Linked DNA regions of Gossypium hirsutum: region 2 is linked to region 1. The links are chromatin contacts, called in public Hi-C maps. All regions are on one chromosome and are shown on one strand. Each heading gives the region's core, a stretch centred on a gene start, on an enhancer-like site or on the middle of the called end of the contact. The rest is flanking DNA. Distances are from core to core; before and after follow the strand shown.

Region 1 (3,171 bases), core at 420-2,919:
TGGTCCCCTCGTTTTTATCGGTAACTAATTTCCATTTCTTTTCCCAACTAAACAGTGTTCGACTTAAAACATTATGTTCTATGATTAGGGTTTTGTTTGTTTCAGGTGAGTGGGTGAATGAGTGGAATGTTACAAGTGGATCTCAATCAGAGTATCAAGACTTTGGTAGGGCACAGTTAGAGGTGTATAATGCAGCTTCCTTTGGGTGGGCTTATTGGACACTCAAAAATGATAGAAAGCACTGGGATTTTGAATGGAACATTAGGAACAATTATCTCCGATTAAGTAACATTCTAAACCCATCTCCATTTTTTTTCCAAACATGGATGTTAAATCACTTGGTTGTATCGCATTTCACGTTGACGTACATTCATGCAGGTAGTTCAGAGAAGAAAGTTTTCAATAGCCTAAGATGGCTTTTACTTGCATCGATTTGCTTCTATCAGTGTCAAATATTGGAGTTGGTTGAGAACTGGATATGAACCTGCTGAAGATGAAAGATCAAGTGCGGCTTTTTGTTTTCTGTCTTCCTTTTTCAGAAACCCTATCTTAAGCTCTTTGCTACTCCATTACAGTCATGTCATTTCATTCATTTTGGCAAATGTGCAAGTCCAATAATATTTTTGGAGTAGAAAATATCCAGAAGTCATTACCTCTTGTTCAATTCAACCCGGAGAGCCGTATAATTACGACTCGTATCATTACCATTTCACCTCTGATAATGAACCTGATCCATAGTCAATCCCCACTCTGTTAGCTTCGCCTGACACTATGATTTACTACCTATAACGTTCGTTGCCCTCCATGCCAACTACAAGTCACAACTCTTGATGCCCCAACCACTTGTTTTCAAATCGGAAACGTTTCCTTCTCCACTGCTCAAAACTACCCCCCGTTTACAAAATAATTGGTGCATGGTCCGATGTTGTAGCCACCACAGATCACACTTCTGAGTTCGGGAAACAATTGAACCAACTACTATTAGCCACTGCTCAATCCAACTTCTTTTGCACCCATTCTGCTGAGCCCCTACCTCTCTCTCATGTAAATCTATAACCCCTCCAACACACATCACGAAGATCACAGTCACCCAAGGTTCTCCTAAAACCATCAAATTAAATGAGGGTGATCGGCTTCCCCCTTCCTTATCCTCCATGCTCGCCAATCACAACCCAACGCTTCCCTCCCAACGACACCAAAGATCTCAGTAACTCCAATGACTGCCTCCTACGACTTCTTTCCGAAAACCCAAAAAAGCAAGTCAGCCTCCATTTCAAGCCATCCACCTCTTTACAAGCTTCGTTGATAAATTTTGGGGCATAATTAATCACCCGAATATCAACTCTGTTATCCTACAATTTTTTGAGCCCACCTCCTCTTCCTAAACGATCTACCCCGAAACAATTAACGGCCCACCATAAACTAAAGTTTCTACTAAAAACATAAAATCCGGCCTATGATGACGGATCAACTCTTGAAGGGTGCGAACTTCCCGGAGGTTGCCGAGACCTCGACAGTTTAAGCTTAAAATTTCCATGGCTGCCGGCAGGCCTGGCCACCGAATCCCACCGATAAAAATTTCCATTACCAATAATAGTCTCATCCACCATTAATTCATCTTGGTCATTGCCCAGCCCATTAGTCCCTTTCTCAACACCCATCCTAGGCCTCTATTAACCGTCCGTAGTATTAATGGTATTGTCCTCATTCAAACGGCCCACATATCCTCACATTCCTTGATATGCGCAAAAGAAATCCACGCTTTCTCAATCTGATAATTGCCAGCCAAATTAATCCCTAAACTAGCGCTATACTAATTTATGAGATTGGAAGTAGAATAATCAACTATAATCTTTCCCTTTCCGTCCTTATCCCCCCGTAATTTGCTCTTCGTAGACATCACCTTCTTCACGTAACCAACAGCTGGTAACCGGCGATGACCTCCTCCTCGGCGCTTTCAGAAATGTACCCTACTCCAGCGGTAATTCCTTCCTACCATGTATTGCACGTACATGACAAAAGCTTTCTGCATGGGCTAATCTCCCACACAAGAAACAAAGAAGCGTAAGTCTCTCATAGAGAAACCAAGCATATGCCTGAGACCCTGAGGCCAGAAAAATCTTCTTTCTCCTCTTCAACAGCAGTTGGAGCATCTATAGCTACCCGGATACGTATTAACCCCTTACTACCAGCTTTAGAATTATAACTCACGAACCTCCCCACTAAATTACCAAATTGAGTTACCATTTGCTCGGACATTAATCCCTTTGGCAAGTCATGCACTTGTACCCAAAAATTCACAAAGAAGAGCAGGAGTTTTTGAGGATCATCACCTTCCTTCACTCTGGAAAACAAGGAGGTAATTGTTAAAGGTCCAAGGACCCCCAACAATCGCTCTATCAAACCTCGTAATAGAACTTAAAAGAGGAGCCGCTTCTCCCCCAGATCCAATATTGTAACCCCTCCAATCGGATGCCATAAGTTAACAAAAGTATTCCTCATAGATTGGAAGTTTATAATACTTGCTGTCAGAAAACAACCAGCCAAAGGCGTACCCTTATCTCCAGTATTTATTTTCCATGGCTCCTCCTCACCCTCATCTATAGTCAACGCTGCTATCCCTTACTCCATGAACCACCAGTCTCAAAGCAAAGTCCACGAAGAATGAAACAACATAGACCAAAACAAAGAAAATAATCAAAACATGCCACTAAGAGCAGCCATTTAATTGTTAAAATAAATAAAATTTGTATTTTACCTTAGGAGATAATTTTAAAAATTTTCAGTTTAGTGTTTAGTGAACCAAACATTTTTTTTTGGGTATGTTTCAATTTATCAGTTATATTAATTAGGCATATTTTAAGCATTTTATTAAAAAATATTACATGATTTTAAAAACATTGATTTTTATGGGAGATGATAGTATAATTTTCATTACCCATGCTGATATCGCTAATGTTCAAATATGAAATTCTTCCTTTAAACTTTTCAATACATTATGTGTTACTTCAATTAAACAAAATCTCATTTCTGTTTTCTAGTTTTATAAGGGTAACTTGACATCTAATGAATTTTTTCCATTTAATTTTTTATAGAATTATCTAATTTCATGAACACAGTTCATTTATGGTCAAAGTAACGATGGACTCTACGTGTGGCATAAGTTTACCT
Region 2 (2,751 bases), core at 203-2,702, 340 kb after region 1:
TAAAGGAAACAGCTACGAATCTAAAAAAGGGAAAAAATTTATAATCCGTAAAACAAATACATTAATCAGATTATAAGGGTAGATCAAGAGACTATCTACTAGCACTTAGCTATCCAAAATTGTTGAGGTTTCTCAACATTAAGGGCTGATGTTGTATTTGGTTGGTTGAATCTCCTAAGTCTTGATTTCTAAATTTCAAACCCTAAATAGGATAGGGTTTATATTAATGCCTTTTTGGAGACATTTAAGGTTTGAAATTAAATGTTTAACCTTCTATCAACAGATGAGATGATTGTTAAAAACTAAAAGGATATATATTCATACTATATAGACTCTTTCACTTCTTTTTAATGTATTTAAGTTTGAGATTATTATTCAGCCATTGAATCTTGAATTAAATTAATATAAAAAAAATTCAAAACATTACATAATTCAATTTGAAACATGTAATTTAGGTTTGACGAAAAATTAATTATAAAATTGTATTACTAGTTTCATATTGTCCCAATAAAAATTAATATTAATTCTATCTTTTCAAGGAAAATAAAGAGAAAATAAATCCCAGGTGCCAATTAAAAACCCTTATCGACGAACCGAAAGGAAATAGAAATAAACCTCGGAAGAAGTGGAGAAAATAATGATTTAAAAAGAAAGCAATGATGTATATATCTTTGGTGTAAGATATTTTGATATTTCAAAGTTATATTGGATTTTAATTAAATTTTATAAAATGTTAAATTAAATCTTTAAATAGAGATAATTTTTAATGATGTTTCTTTCAATCACAAGACTTGAAATTAAATCTTATTTGAAAGATATTGAATTTTTTTCCAACTCAATTTAACATGCATTATATATATGTGTGTGTGTGTGTGGAGGACGTTAGAAAATAAAAGGGAGTTACCTTTATATAGCTATACCAAATGTTGTAACCTTTTTATCGTATCAAAAGAAGTGGTCTTCATTATGGCTAGCTCTGTACTAGACATTGATATGTTCCTTAAATCATTTCAAAGTATATAGTTACATTGATTTTTTTTTTCAAAACCAAGCATATTTGAACCTCAAAAATATATTTGAATGACAAAGAAAAAGGAGAGAAGAAAGTACTGAAAAATACTGATCATGAAGCACATTGAAGGAATATATAATATTATGGGGAAAATGAGAGATGATGTTATAAGAAGCAAAAGAAAACAAATGAGATGGGGTTTTGTTTCTTTGTTTGTTACTTCATTTTTTTTTTTTTTGCTTTTTGGTAGGGAAATAGTGGTGCCATAAGAACCAAAGCTGGGGGCCACTGTCTTATTTATTTATTTTATTCTTCTTTGTTTTGGAGAAGAAAAGAAAAGAGGAGGGAAAAAGGAAAGAAAGGCTGCCAAAGAATATGGAAAATGGAAATCAAGGTCCTCCCACTCTTTTTCTCGTCCTGTCACTATCCACTCCCCTTTTCCCCGCAATTCCCTCCTTCCTCTCTCTCTCTCTAAACCTATGGTCAATCTTTATGTAACCTCCCTATACTATGCATCTTTAGTGTATTTAGTCCCTCTTGATTTCTTCTTATCATTACATTCCAGGGGGAAGGGATGATAGGGTTTGAACCCGCATTGTCTAGATGTCAAATGGGAACTCTAACTACTCCTCCAACCATGTTTGGGTAGTCCCTCTTGATTTTTTTTATCATCCATATTTGTTTTAGTGTCTATATTTGAGATTCATGATTATATGTTGTTTCTAAGTTTTAAACATTTATTCTCTACTTAAGTTATCGTTTGCTGCTTTTCCATATTATGATTTCAATGGAATGTGATTGCGAGGAATATGATTGATAGTAAAGTTACTTTACAACATTTGATATACATTAGAAGGTATCAATTACAATATCAGAAAAGTTATATTATCACGTTTAGTTAATTAAGTACTTTCCAGAAAACGTAATGATACTTTACCAATTTACCATTCTTAAATAAAAGATGATATTCATGTATTTAATTTTTATAATAAATTTTATTCTTAACAAATATTTTAGTCATTTATTTAATAATAAAACTTAATTGATAATTCTTAAATTATTATTTTTAATTTATAGTTTTGATTAGTACAAGAAAATTATAATTTTCATTGAAATAAATTAAAAAAATCATGTTGATTCCAACTATATACAAAATCATAATTAAAAAATTATAATATATATACAAAATCATGGATATATAAAACTTGTTTGGGGATAAATTAAAAAAACACTTGAAATCACGTTTTTTTTAACTAAAGGCTAATCCATAGGTATATAAAAAAATAGTTAAATCATAGGAATGTAAAGTCATTGGCACTCTAACCCACAATTCCTACATCGTTTAATGGAATATTTCTACTCATTTACTAAAAAATATATTTCATACGCATACAAGTGCTAAATCAAATTTGTAGCTGAAAAATAAAACTTATTTATAAGAATCCGTTAAAGTAATAGAAAAAACCAAGTAGTAGGAAGAAGGAATGAGGTAACACTTGTTTCTTCTCTTTTTTTACATTAATTAATAGACTAATACACTAAATCAATATAAAATAGGGTTAATTTCGTCTTAACTTTCTCACCTTTTATCATGTGAATCACGTTGTTATGTTTATCGGAAAGTTAGATTCCAAAAAAAGTAAATAAAACTTGATATACCAAACATTCAAATAACTTTCCAACTAATTAAATTATCAAGAAAGTGACTATTTTTCATCATACCAAACGTTACCTAAAAG

The links. A called contact is a pair of places that touch in the nucleus more often than the background predicts.
Region 2: a Hi-C map of leaf shows a contact between it and region 1, with 1.6 times the contacts expected there. The contact joins two enhancer-like sites. A contact is called at or near these places in 3 of 34 Hi-C or Micro-C datasets (all in leaf).

Annotation. Positions count from the first base shown.
Region 1 is chrA02:98,036,467-98,039,637 of Gossypium_hirsutum_v2.1, forward strand. It overlaps LOC107951742 (probable glucan 1,3-beta-glucosidase A), which reads left to right. Exons shown (of 11, transcript XM_016886879.2): 9 at 1-20; 10 at 106-285; 11 at 379-636. The coding sequence ends at 482. Among protein-coding and RNA genes, the nearest start is that of LOC107951742, 5.3 kb to the left of the region's middle. Within about 2 kb of position 1,670, at least 9 of the 9 cell types and tissues checked have an H3K27ac peak or open chromatin away from gene starts, as enhancers often do. A contact at or near this core is called in leaf, where this site is marked.
Region 2 is chrA02:98,372,014-98,374,764 of Gossypium_hirsutum_v2.1, forward strand. No RefSeq gene overlaps it. Among protein-coding and RNA genes, the nearest start is that of LOC107951698, 20 kb to the right of the region's middle. Within about 2 kb of position 1,453, at least 3 of the 9 cell types and tissues checked have an H3K27ac peak or open chromatin away from gene starts, as enhancers often do. A contact at or near this core is called in leaf, where this site is marked.